2 separate regions of the Sus scrofa genome follow, and region 1 is linked to region 2. Evidence: chromatin contacts called from public HiChIP or PLAC-seq data. All regions are on one chromosome and are shown on one strand. Each heading gives the region's core, a stretch centred on a gene start, on an enhancer-like site or on the middle of the called end of the contact. The rest is flanking DNA. Distances are from core to core; before and after follow the strand shown. Region 1 overlaps LOC106505885 (a long non-coding RNA gene). Region 2 overlaps BIN3 (bridging integrator 3).

Region 1 (6,589 bases), core at 2,105-4,604, 410 kb before region 2:
CTGCCGGCCTACACCACAGCCACAGCAATATGGGATCCGAGCCCCATCTGTGACCTACAGCACAGCTCACGGCAACGCCAGATCCTTAAACCACTGAGCAAGGCCAGGGATCAAATCTGCACCCTCTTGGATACTAGTTAATTTCGTTACTGCTAAGTACAATGGGAACTCCTGAGTCCTCTTATTTTAGATGGCAACTAGGAAAATAAGTTTTGGAGTAGGTCTTCTTGACATGCAGGTAGTAACCAAGCAGCCTTTTGAATTATTCTGTATTTGGGTTTCAACTTCTTCAGGGGTATTAATTATATGTAACAGGAGCTACTGGCAACTACATATATGTATCCTTTTTTGCTGAAATATAAAGTAATTTTATTATATAATACTATTCTGGCCAAAGAATCTCGAACCTTCCACTGAGAGGCTGTAGCTTAAATTGTCTTGCTTGCCATTACTAAAGTAAGAGAAAGGTTTCATAGTTATGAGGAGACCTTGAGACCATAACATTGCAGTTGGCAGCTGCTAGGAGGTGTTGTTTTAAGAATGGCTGGTGGTGTCCTTAAGTCCAACACAATTTAGAAAACTCAGGTTCTCAGTAATATAGGAACATTTCTAAAACCATGTCCACAAGGGCCACCTAGTTCCCTTTTGGATGTCTAAAACATATTTACTCCATTCTGATTTTTAAATGCATTTTCTCATTTAATAGATAAAAGTTGATGTACAATGTTAATCTGATAGGCCACAAAACAGGCTGTTCTGGTTAGCATAAAAGTCAAGTTAAATTATATTTAAGCCAGAATGACTCCCCCATACCACAATATGTGAGAATTTCTTCTACTATTCCCCCACCTTTTGTGTTTGTTTTGTTTTTAGGGCTGCACCTGCAGCATATGGAAGTTCCCAGGCTAGGGGTCTAACTGGAGCTATAGCCACCGGCCTACACCACAGCTACAGCAATGCAGGATCTGAGCCATGTCTGGGACCTACTCTACAGCTCATGGCAACGCTGGATTCTTAACCCATTGAGTGAGGCCAGGGATTGAACCCACATCCTCATGGATACTAGTAGGGTTCATTAGCTGCTGAGCCACAGTGGGATTTCCTCTTTCCCCCTTTCAATTGCAACTCTTTCAAGAGAAAACATGAATGATTAAAACAATGATCGGGTGGTTGCTGCCTGGGGATGCCCTGGGTTCATAATGTCCTTCAATATTAGGCCTCTTTTTGTTAACAAGTTAACAAAACTTCTGCCACCAGGAGAAAATATTTAACCCAGCTGGGGTTTTATGAGAGCCTAACTGACCTTGGGGAATAGAAATATGAACCTCCATCCTGTTCATCATCCTCTTCCACCTTAGTGGAGGGAAGAAGGAACAGAGAAGTAGGTGTGAAGTGCATAATCCAGATGTCCAGGCTCACTAAAAGACCAAGACCTAGACATAAACGATAGTTCACCACCCCTCCGCTGACACTTTACAACTGCCTTACTTCAGGTCTATTCATTTTACTCAGGATATTACGTGTGGCTGCCAAAAAAACAAGAGACATAAAAGTGAGAAAAAAAATTTTAAGACATAAAGAAAACATCAAAACCAGACTTAGGTATAGTAAGGATACTAAAATTATCAGAGTAGATAATCATTTAATAGCATAATGATTAATATGCTAAGGGAGGGAGTGCTTGCCGTGGCTCAGCAGAAACAAATCTGAACAGCATCCATAAGGATGCAGGTTTGATCCCTGGCCTCACTCAGTGGGTTAAAGATCCAGCATTGCCGTGAGCTGTGGTGTAGGCTGCAGATACGGCTCAGATCAGGCATTGCTGTGGCTGTGGTATAGGCCAGTGGCTACAGTTCTGATTCAATCTCTAGCTGGGTGAAATAAGCATTTGAACTAAGGCACAACCATCCTCTTGGCTGAAAAGGCAGCTGCAAGCCTTTTCAGCTATGCTGCCTCATACCATCCTTCTTGTAATTATGTAGCAACTATGTACCCTACCTCCAAGCCAGCAGCCCTGCTAATTGTGTTCCAAGCATTGCTTATGGGTTCTGCTTCCCTAACCTTGCTTGCTCAGGTCCTTAGAGAGGAACACTGCTCCAGGAAAGGTGGGAGGTCCCGGGCTGCTTACATGGGAAAAATAAGATCCTGTATTGTATAAAAGTTGCTGAGAACAAAGACCTGGTGCTCAGACTCTGAAAGTGACTCCCCTGAGCCTGCCCAGGTGCTGAATAAATCTTGCTTTGCCGCATCTGAGCGCCGTTTGTCTCCTTCCGCTGCCATGGTTTCTGCAATTTCTGTGACATGGGAACCTCCATATGCTGCAGGTGCAGCCCTAAAAAAAAGACAAAAAAAAAATGCTAAGGGATCTAATGGGAAAGGTAGACATCATGAAAGAATAGATGGGCAATGTAAGCCAAGACATACGAAATTCTAAGAACGATCCCAAAAGAAATGCCAGAGATAAAAAACATTATAACAAATGAAGAATGCCTTTAAATGGATTCATCAGTTGGCTGAACATGGCTGAGGAAATAATGTCTGAGCTTTAATGTCTGTCTCAGTAGAAACCTTCAAACTAAAAAGCAATGAGAAAAAGACAAAAAAAGAGAAAATATCCAAGAATAGTAGAATAACTACAAAAGATGTAACACAAGCATTATAAAAATATCAGGAAGAGAAGAAAGAGAGCAAAAGCTAGAAGAAATATTTGAAACCACAGTGAATGACAATTTCCCCCAAATTACTGTCAGACACCAAACCATAGATGCAGAAGCTCAGAGGATACCAAGCAGGATTAATGACAAAAAACTATACTTAGGGATATCATATTTAAACCACAGAAAATCAAAGATAAAGAGAAAATCCTGGAAAAAGCCAAAGGGGGAAAAAAAAAGGTTTACCCATAGGCGAGCAAAGAGAAGAATTACATCCAACTTCTAAGAACTCATGTGGGCAAGAAGAGAGCAGAGTGGAACGTTCAGTTGGGTTGATTAAAAAAACCCACTGAACTAGAATTCGGTTTCCTATAAAATTATCCTTCAAAACTGAAGGAGAACTAGATTCGTTCCCAGAAAAACAAAAATTGAGGGTATTTTTTGCCAGTAGGCTTGCATTGCAAGAAATACTAAGATCTTCAGAGACAAGGAAAATACTGATTCCAGACATAAATCTTAAGTCCTTTCCCCTCTACTCTCTGATTTGTTAATGACCCTCTGCCAGCTCCCAGGTTAGGAAACCTAGCATCCCCTTTTCTCCTCTTACAAAACCCAACTCATGACTTGCCAGTGTTATCATCACCTCCCTCAGATCCTTGCCCGCCTCCACTTTCCTCTTTCACGCTGATGCAATCTAACTATGAGGACAAAGGCCAAATACTGCTTGAAAAGAACCTAGACTGTGAGGCAGAGCTGACAGTGCCAGGGGTGGCAAGGACACTGGTGGACACGAAGGGGAAAGGACCAGAGGGGAAAGGACACAGCAGGGACAGGACCACAGACACAAATGCAGTCAAAGTGACAGGGGGAGGGGACCAGGTGGGAGAGGGGAAACAACAGGGTAAATGACCAGCCACAGCTTTTTCAAGTAGGACCAGACATCGAGTACCTGCATGATCCTGGGGATAGGCTTCCTATGTGTTCCTAGTTAGTCATATTCTGGTTGAGAGACCCAGAAGGTGTGTCCATTTTCAGACGCACACATGCACGCACGCACGTACACACAACACACGTTTGTGTGTGTGTGTGTGTGTGTGTGTGTGTGTGAGAGAGAGAGAGAGAGAGAGAGAGAGAGAGCGAGAAACCAAACGCCAGAGGCAGGGTAAAGGAGGATGAGAAGGGAGGAGGCGCTGTGTTCCAGTTCTTGTCCCACATCAGACCTAAGGACCTCGCCCCTTCCCAGAGGTGAGTCATCAGCTGAGAATTTCCTTTTTCTGGCCCCCTTCAGCAGGAGTGCGAGCTTTGGACTCTCCTAGAAGCAAGTTTGATCCTCGCTCCAGCTAGTTTTCCTGGATCAAGAATCAACTCAAGCGATCTCCTTTGTCCCCTCTGGAGCATACAAACCCTTACATCTGCCTTGCTTCTCTGACATTAAAATGAAATTTGGTAAACTCTGACATCAGCTTCAGATCTGTCCTCCACATCTTCCTGTGGCCGGAGATCTGATTCTATGATTTAAGGTTTCTTTTTAACTCTGTAAAAAAACCCACAGGGTAAATGACCAGCCATCAGCCTTCTCATCTAGGACCAGACATTGAACAGCTGCATGACCCCGGGAAGTCACTTCCCTTCCTCTCAAACCTCACATTTATCATTCCTGAAATGAGGGGTCCCACTGCAGGGACCCTCCAGCCGTGACCCTGTGCTGCCTGAGCGCAGGCCTCAGAGACCAAATGCTCACCTGGGCAGTGGTCAGCAGGGGACCCAGCGTTTCAACCTTGGGGCTGCTCACCTGCCTGCCCACCTCTCCACCAAAGAGTGGGTGACCTCCAGCAAGCCCCATCTACCTATCTGCATCTCTCCTTGCTCATCAGACAAGGGTGATCAGAGTTCCTCCTCACAGGGGTGTGTGAGAATTCAGCGAATGCAGAGGTGTAGAAAGAGCTTGGCCCTTGGAAGAGCTGTATTTCAGCACAATCTCTCTTTAGTGTAGTTATGACTCACAAAGCTGATTTTAATTAAAAAAAAAACCAACCAAAGAAACAGCATTTTCCAACCAGCAATACCATAATCTGGAGCCTCACCTCTGTCAGAGTAAATCTACCAAGGCATCACATCACAGCCTCGCTGGAGATGGCATGAGGTGAGGGTGATGAGAGCTCAGGCCATTTTCTTCCAGTTATTTAGGTTCCTGGTCTCATTTCCTCCACCAGACTGTGAGTTCCCAGGAACAGGAGAAACATGGAGTCCTTTGTTCCTCTTCCCCAAGACCCAGACCTTCCCATAGGGAAGGGCTCATCAGCTGTCTGGTGGGTGAATAAGAGCACCCTCCCCAGGACACAAAGGAGGTGAGCCTAGGGTTGGCTTCAGTGTCCCGCCTTAGGACAGTCTCCAGGCTGCAGCTCAGGAAGGGACCCAACAGGAGCACTGTGGCCTCTGTTGAGGGGACAGAGAAGAGTTCCAGGAGGCTGAATGCAGGGCAGAGAACTGGAGAAGATGCACTGGGAGAGCTCTGGAAATGTATAGAAGGGCCCATTCAGTGTCTGGGTGACTGGTGTTCTGTGCACCCATGGGAGGCACCCACCCCAGGCTGCAAAGAGGTTATGGTGAATTAGCTGACAAAAGCTCAAGGCTCGCCCAAGGGCTGGGAACTGTTCATGAGCCCATTAACCAAAATGGACACATTGCATAATCCCAGTGCCAAGTAGTTTTCAGAGGTTAACCATTAACTAACTCTGAATACTTAACTAAACCCCCAATTACTTAATAATGAAGTGCTTACAGCTGAACACTGAAATTGTCTTTATACTATACTTTTGAAAGTTGCCATTCCTTTGGCCAGAAGAAAGAATGAAATAATGCCATTTGCAGCAACATGGATGGATCTAGAGATTATCATATCAAGTGAAGTAAATCAGAGAGAGAAAGACAAATATCATATGATATCACTTATATGTGGAATCTAACGAAATGATATAAATGAACTTATTTACAAAACAAAAACAGACTCACAGACTGAAAAACAAATGCTTAGCCAAAGGGGAAAGGGAGGGAGAGATAAACTAGGAATTTGGGATTAACAGATACATACTACTATATATAAAATAGATAAGCAACAAGGACCTACTGTGTAATACAGGGAACTATGTTCAATATTTTGTAATAGCCTATAATGGAAAAGAGTCTGAAAAAGAGTATAATGTGTGTGTAAAACTGAATCACTCTGCTGTACCCCTGAAATTAACATAACACTGTAAATCAACTATAACTAAGAAAGAAAAAGTCATAATTCCTACTTACCCTGTTGCATAAACTGCAAAAACCGTGGCAGCGGAAGGAGACAAAGGGCACTCAGAGATGCGCAAAAACAAGCTTTATTCAGTACCGGTGCCGGTTCAAAGGAGTCACCTCCAGAGCTTGAGCACCAGGTCTTTGTTCTCAGCAACTTTTACACAAGACCTTGTTTTTCCCATGTAAGCAGCCTGGGACTTCCCCCCTCCCCTAGGAGACAGTGTTTTCCCTACGAAACTGAGCAAGTGAAACCTACCAAAGTGAAACTGATAAGCACTGCTTGGAACAAGTTTAGCAGGGCTGCTGGTTTAGGTATAGGGTACATAGTTGCTATATAATTATAAGAAGGATGGTATGAGGGGAGCAGAGTTGAAAGGCTTGCAACTGCCTTTTCAGCCAAGGCGGCGGGGGGGGGGGGGGGGGGTTGTCTCTTACTTCATTCCCCCCTCTTGATGTTCAGGATGCGTCTGTGCCCGTCAGAGATCGTCATGGGTCATTACCTGTTGGTAACCTTTTATAAGTAGCAGGTCGGAGGCTGTTTTTCTTTCAACCATGGTTTCTATAAAACCTTTTATAATGTTTCTCAGAAGAGGTATAAAGCAGGGAAGAGGTAGGCACGCCGAGAGTATGACCATGATTATTCC
Region 2 (7,264 bases), core at 871-3,370:
TCCAGCCCTCCTCCTCCTGCTTTCTAGGGGCCAGCCCCTTAACAGATAAGGGGAAAAGGTAGCATGAAAGCTCTTTTTAAGATTCCTGGTTTGGGGAGTTCCCGTTGTGGCTCAGAAATGAACCCAACTAGTATCCATGAGGTTGCGGGTTCGATCCCTGGCCCCCTCAGTGAGTTAAGGGTCCAGAAGTGCCATGAGCTGTAGTGTAGGTTGCAGACGGGGCTCAGATCTGGCGTTCCTGTGGCTGTGGCATAGGCCGGCAGCTACAGCTCTAATTTGACTCCTAGTCTGGGAACCTCCATATGCTGCGGGTGTGGCCCTAAAAAGAAAAAAAAAAAAATCCTGGTTGGTAAGGGACGGAAGTAAGAATGAAATTAAAGCTAGTGCCTCAGAAGCTAACCAGCTGGTCTGGTGTCTCTCAGAGTCTGCGTCTCAGCCACTGTGAACCCATCGAAGGCTTCTCTCTGGCTTGTTCCATAAGCGGGACAAACCTTTCACCTCCAAATGCCTTATGATTCCCTTTTATGAACTGGGAAATCCCACTTTCTACCTCTTCCTGTCTTAAATTAGAATGAGAATAGGTAGTTATTTGTCCATCAAATATGAGAAGTTTTTAAAGAGCTGCCCCCACCAATCCAAACTTCTTCCCCGAATTGCCTTCCTTCCTCTCTCTTCTTGACCTTTTGATGCTCCATCAGCCTCCAAACGTCTGCCACAAATTCTTTCACTACTCAGGAGGAAGTTACCACTCAGTTTCAAGCAAATATGTTAACTTGGGCCTGGTAGTGGTGCCTTGTGACGTGGAACTGCCGCCTGCTCCCGGAACATGTCAGGTTTCCGGGCCATACTTTTCTCTGTGTAACCTTGTTCAGGTTCCCCTCTGGGCCTCCGTTTGATCATCATCATCAAAATACCACCGCTACGACCTTTACGACAGATACTTACAGGCTGCTTACACTAGGCCAGGAACCATTAAAGTCATCTAGCTTTTAAGGTGACTCTCTAAGATAGGTACACTCTGACCCTATTTTATAGACAAGGAAACTGAGACACAGGAAGATGAGGTAGCTTGTGCACATCTCACAGCTGGCAGATCTTGAGCCCAGGCAGTCTGACTCCGGGGCACATCCCCTTACCCAGGGCACTGTCTCTTGAGTGAACTGTGGGAGGGCACCGCTTTGAATGAGCTGACAAGCTAGGAAGCACCTAGCACGGAAACCGGCAATAGTAGCTGCTCAATAAATGGCTGCTTTAATGGGCTGTCTCCCCCGACATTTCTGGGATTCGGTCTGTCTTTCCTTCTCAGAGGTCAGCCCAGGGAGCATGGGGAAGGAGGGATCACAGCTGAGCTGGGTGAGTGTTCTGGTCCAAGTGACAGATCAGCCAAGTCACAGAGTCATGCCTTTTATTTTTAAACACACACATACCTCCTCGGACTGGCGGCCAGCGAGGCTCGTGTTCTCCGTGCTCTGGTTTGGGATCCGGCTAATTTAGGGGAAGGACTAAGGTGGGGCCGGAGAGGCTGTGGCCGACCGTAGGCGCTGGAAATGGGTCAGTCACAGCTCTGCCCATTTCCCCTCCTGACACGGTCTCTCACGTCCTTGCCGGGACTGAACTTGCCTCGGCCCTTGGCACCGCAGCCAACTGGCCCTTCAGAGAGGATGGCATCCAACAAGCAGCTGCCGCACCGGAGCCAGCTGACTCCCCCTAAGCCCTGGCCTGGCCCGCCGCACGCTCTCTCCCATTGTCAAGGTGCTGGTAGCCTTGGGGGGCCTCAGACCAGAGAAGGCTAGGGTGACAGAAGGCTGGGAGGAGGGGGGCTCATCCTTCCAGCCTGCAGAAGCTGCTGCCTTTCGCCCACCTTCCTGCTCTTGCCGAGACAGTGACTCAGGCCCAGACCACTCCCCGGGGAGCCAGGATTTCAGCCACTATCAACTGCCGCCTACTCTTTGCTCTGCTCTCCCTTCATTCTCACCTCTCTCCCCTGCCCCCCCCCACCAAAAAAAAAAAAAAACCCTGTCATCTTTGCCCAACTGGAGATATCAGAAAGATACAGGGTGGGGTAGACTGAATCATTGCCTGGTTCTCTCCACCCCCAGCCAGGCCTAGGCCCAGGCCCGTTCAGTCTCGGTGGAAACAAATTCTGGAGGCCAAGCAAAGGCCAGGGAAGAGGGTGTAGGTTTTTAAGCTCTTCTCGGTCATGGAAGTGGAAGACTCTCTGAAGAAGGCGGGGCCCGAGGGATCTGCTGGGGTGACCAGGGGATCCCCACCCAGCTGCCATCTGGGCCTGCCTCTCATCTCTGCCTCTGCAGTGGAGGGGGTGGGGAAACAAAAGATTGAGAAACCTAGCAAATTGAAAATGCACAAGAGCTGGTTTTGTAAATAGACGTTACACAAGAGCAGGAGTTTTTTGGGAAAGGTTTTACTGAGGCAGACAGAATTAGCCAGCTGGCATCATGCTGCTAATGGAGATATTTACTGTTTGAAAAAGTATATTTGTAGCTTTGGAGAACATCCTGTTGACTTTTCTTTATTGTGAAAGAAAATAGAACCTTTTTTCCCCCCCTTCCCCTCTGTACACATAGAACTTTTTTTTCTTTTTGAGGTGGGGCCTGTTGAGGGTTGGGGAAGGGTAGGGCTGAGAGTCATGTTTTCTCCATTTTGTTGCTGAGACCAAAATACCCTTGCTCCTGCCCTCTGGTGCTCACATTTATGGCATGGCAAGTGGAACCAAGTCGGGAACTCTGGTCCGGGGCCGGGAGCTCACAGCCTGCCTGATGGCTTCCAGAACATCAGGATTCTCTGGGGAGCAAGAGACTCTGCCTATGTACCCGATTCCAAGGGGAGACCCCGAGGAAAGCTCTCGGGAGGAGGAGGAACTGAAGTCCGGAGCCCAGTGAACCCCCATGCCCCATCAGCCCGGCTATGCCAGGGCAGCTCCATCCTCGGAGCTGCTGTGATGCTGTCACTCTTGCCACACACTTTCCAAAGCAGCTGCTTCTGAGGGTGTCCCCGCGTTCCTGTTCACAGGATGAAGTTGGGGGTGGGGGATGGTCACCGAGAAGAGGCAGAGGAGCCGGTTGGTGTGCAGTTGCTGTGCTCTTTCCTCTCGCCATCTTTCACCCCCTCAGTGGCAGAGAATCTGATCCCTCCATCAGGGCACCCGCCCCAGTTTTCTGGATATTTCTGTGGCAGAGTGGAGCACCTTTGCTATTTGGCAGCCTGAGAATAAACCCAGCAGGCTCTCCTCCACCCGTCTTTCCACTCAAGCCCTTGAAAATGTCTTCCCTTGACCCCTGCTCTGATAACGTCACCAGGCTTTACTGCCACTGCCAAAGGCCAGCTCCGTTTGTCTCAGTTTCCACTGAATGCACTTTCCCTTGACTCCAGCTGGTACTTGTGGCTGGTGATTCCTCTTTCGGTGGTATTTTGGCCAGGCAAGGATCGAGAGACCAGGGACAATGGCATTACCTTCCTTTGTCTTTTATATAGCCTCATCTAAGAGTAGGTTTTTCAGGAACCCTAAATTATGGCATTTTATAGGGCCCTTGGGGCAGTGGACTCATTTTACTCATCCATTTAATCATTCATTCCCTGCTTACTGGTGCAGAAAACCAGACTCCAAGCTCCATGAGATCATAGAATGAATCTGCCTTATTCATCCTGATGTCCCTAGAACCTCACATAGTGCTAGGCGTGGAGGAGGCCCTTAATACCTAGTTACTGACTGTTCATTCAGTAAAAGGTTGAAAATAGCACTGTGCCTAGTACAGCACTTGCAGGAGTTGGAAAGAAGCGCAAGATTCAGTCTCTGCGCTTGAGGTGCTGATATGTCACGATCAGAAAGCAAAATGTATGCACACCAGAGTTAATTAGCATGTACCTTTTACCAAGCGGAGTTGACTTCAGTAATGAACAGATGGCTCAGTCTTAGGACAAGCATTTGCACAGTTGGTCACAGCACTAGGTTGTAGGAGAACCAACTGGTCAACTAAACGCGTGTTGAAAAGGCATCGATGTAATTCAGAAATTCAGTCTTTGTGTCTCTCAGTAAACTAGGAACAGAAAAATATTTCTTTACTCTTGGGAGGCTTCCTGGCTGAAACCGGGAGCCCTCCTTATTTTTAACAGTGGAAGATCAGACTCAAAGCATTCTTACTAAAGTCAGAGACATTTTTCTACAATTTCTAGCTAATGTAACAAGGAACAAGAAATTTGTATCAAATATGGGGGAAGAAGAGGGTATTTTGCAGTTATTTTCAAATGATATGACTGTCTATTTGGAACCCAATTTTTTGTTTTTTGTGTTTCTTTTTACCCCCCACCAAATTTCTTGGGCTGTATAGGTTAAGTATGTAGATATGGTGACTGATTGTGGGGTAAATATTTAACATCCAGTAGCTTTCCTGGGTATCAGGAGGATAAAATGAAAAAGAGAATCCATTTGTACTATAGCCAAAAATATGAAATTCCATGGAATGCACCTAAGATGTGTAATGCCAAAAATTTCACATATAAGTGTTACATTGGGATGTTAATATCTAACAAAATAAATGTGAAAGACTATATGAAAATAACCCTTGGAGTTCTGGTCATGGCTCAGTGGTTAACGAATCTAAGATCCATGAGGACTCGGGTTCAATCCCTGGCCTCATTCAGTGGGTTAAGGATCCGGCATTGCCGTGAGCTGTGGCGTAGGCTGGCAGCTGTAGCTCCCATTTGACCCCTAGCCTGGGAACTTCCATATGCCGCGGGTATGGCTCTAAAAGCAAAAAAAGTGGGGTGGGGGGAGTGAAAAAACTCACAAATGAAGAAAATACTTGCAAATCATCTATCTTATTAGACTTAGGGACTTGCACCCAGCATATACAAAGAACTCTAAGTCCTACTGTATAGCACAGAGAAGTATATTCAGTATCCTGAAATAAACCGTAGTGGAAAAGAATATGAACAAGAATGTACATACATGTATAACTGAATCACTTTGATGTACACCAGAAACTAACACAACAGTGTAAGTCAACTATACTTCTATTTAAAAAAATAATAACTCTTCCAATTCAGCAGTTTAAAGAAAAAAGATAACCCATTTTTAAAATAGACTAAGAATTCGAATAAATGTTTCTCCCTCATAAATCCTGCAATAAGCACAGTAAAGTGATTTGATTTTTTTTTTTTTTTTTTTTTTTTGGTCTTTTTGCCATTTCTTGGGCCGCTCCCGCAGCATGTGGAGGTTCCCAGGCTAGGGGTCTAATCAGAGCTGCAGCCGCCAGCCTACGCCAGAGCCACAGCAACACGGTATCCGAGCCGCGTCTGACCTACACCACAGCCCACGGCAATGCCAGATCCCCAACCCACTAAGCAAGGCCAGGGATCAGGGTTCCTAATTGGATTTGTTAACCATTGCGCCACGACAGGAACTCCGTGATTTTTTTTTTTTTTTTTTGAACATAAAATCTATAAATTCAGGGAGAGTAGAAGAGGCAGTGACAGCATTTGGGGCCTGGATTGTAGTTACTTGGGGTAACTGAGTTAGCAGTTCCCAGAAAGCCAGATTGTAAACTGGCCTTTAGGAAAACCAAGAGCTTTCATCACAGAATCCTCAGAGTTTCAGGAACCACTGGCCCTAGGTACCCCCGTCAGTGGGGGTGAAGCAAACACTGGGATCAGGAGGACTGTTTGAAAGCTGTTTATAAATTAGTCGCGAGCCATGCCATCTCTTCCCCAGCCCCACTTCACCAGCGACTGTCCCGTCTCGCCCTTGTGGAAGGACCAAGGGCCCCCACCCCCCGGAGAGGGGAGCAGGGAGATTCTCTGCTGGGCACACAGAGGTGGATTTACTGTGTGAAACTAGTAAAGCTTAAGCTTCAGGACCCCTTGCTTGCATGGACCTCATCCAAGGCCCTGGAAGGAACCCTAACCATGTGTCCACATGATCCTGTGTTTCTGTAAACTTCATAAATGTATTTATACTACACTCACTTAAGAAAACCCCTACCTTCCTGTCCTCCTTCCTTTTTTAAAAAATTTTATTGGAGTATAGTTGACTTATAATGCATTAGTTTCAGGTGTACAACAGAGTGAATCAATTATATATATATATGTAATTTATATATATATATAAATTATATATATATATAAATTATATATATATAAATATATATAAATTATATATATATAAATTAATATATATATAAATATATATATATAAAATACACACACACAATCCATTCTTTTCCCCATATGGGTTATTCCATACTGTTGAGTAGATTTCCCTGTGCTAGACAAAAGCTCTTTGTTAATAATCTATTTTATATGCAGTGGTGTGTATATGTTATTCCCATCCTCCTAATTTACCCCTTCCTCCCATCCTTTTTCTTCTTTATACACCCTTCATGTCAGGCAGCTTTGGAGTAGAATAGACCTTTCTTGGAATGGGACTATTGAGGAGGGTTGTTGAGTTGGGAGTGTGCTGTTTTGACCTCAGTTTGACAGATATTTTTTGAAAAACTTTAATGACATGAGAAATTATGGAGTCCTGAGTTAGAAGTGCACAAATAGGTACCTTTTTGTTTTTTGTTTTTTTGTTTTTTGTTTTGTCTTTTTGCTATTTCTTGGGCCGCTCCCTTGGCATATGGAGGTTCCCAGGCTAGGGGTCGAATCGGAGCTATAGCCACCGGCCTACGCCAGAGCCACAGCAACACAGGATCCGAGCCGCGTCTGCAACCTACACCACAGCTCACGGCAACACTGGATCCTTAACCCACTGAGCAAGGGCAGGGACCGAACCCACAACCTCATGGTTCCTAGTCGGATTCGTTAACCACTGCGCCACGACGGGAACTCCTAATAGGTATCTTTTTGGATCCTCTTTAAATTTGTTTTATAACAAAGAGAAAAATTGGATAAAAAATAGAACACAAAGCAAAAGTGACAGAGGTGAGCAATGAAATCAATAGATATTATCCTGAAATCAAGTAAAGTGTAGCAAAACATTGTCACATTGTACTGAAAGCTAGTAATTCATTAAGAGAATAAGACCAATTTTCAATAGGAGTGGTGATTATTTGATAATCTAGTTACTGAAGAGGAGGAGCAAATCATGTGAACACATTGCTAAAACATTTAAATTCTTAGCAGATTTAGCATGAAAGACAACGAAGATAACATAAGACTCATGATATGTCCTCCTACAAGGACATCAATGACAAACTGATTATTCTCATTAATTCAGGGAGCATTTAAGATTAGTCACTGTGCAAGA

The links. HiChIP or PLAC-seq counts read pairs in DNA pulled down with a chosen protein or histone mark.
Region 1: a contact with region 2 is called in an H3K27ac HiChIP or PLAC-seq map of alveolar macrophages. The contact joins two enhancer-like sites. A contact is called at or near these places in 1 of 47 Hi-C or Micro-C datasets (epiblast stem cells) and 1 of 2 datasets of contacts at active chromatin or transcription factors (alveolar macrophages).

The regions. Positions count from the first base shown.
Region 1 is chr14:7,319,461-7,326,049 of Sscrofa11.1, reverse strand. It overlaps LOC106505885 (a long non-coding RNA gene), which reads right to left. Exons shown (of 2, transcript XR_001300721.2): 2 at 6,013-6,589. Among named protein-coding and RNA genes, the nearest start is that of CHMP7, 67 kb to the left of the region's middle. Within about 2 kb of position 3,354, at least 17 of the 83 cell types and tissues checked have an H3K27ac peak or open chromatin away from gene starts, as enhancers often do. A contact at or near this core is called in alveolar macrophages, where this site is marked.
Region 2 is chr14:6,906,622-6,913,885 of Sscrofa11.1, reverse strand. All of the region lies in intron 1 of BIN3 (bridging integrator 3), which reads left to right. Among named protein-coding and RNA genes, the nearest start is that of BIN3, 17 kb to the left of the region's middle. Within about 2 kb of position 2,120, at least 25 of the 83 cell types and tissues checked have an H3K27ac peak or open chromatin away from gene starts, as enhancers often do. A contact at or near this core is called in alveolar macrophages, where this site is marked.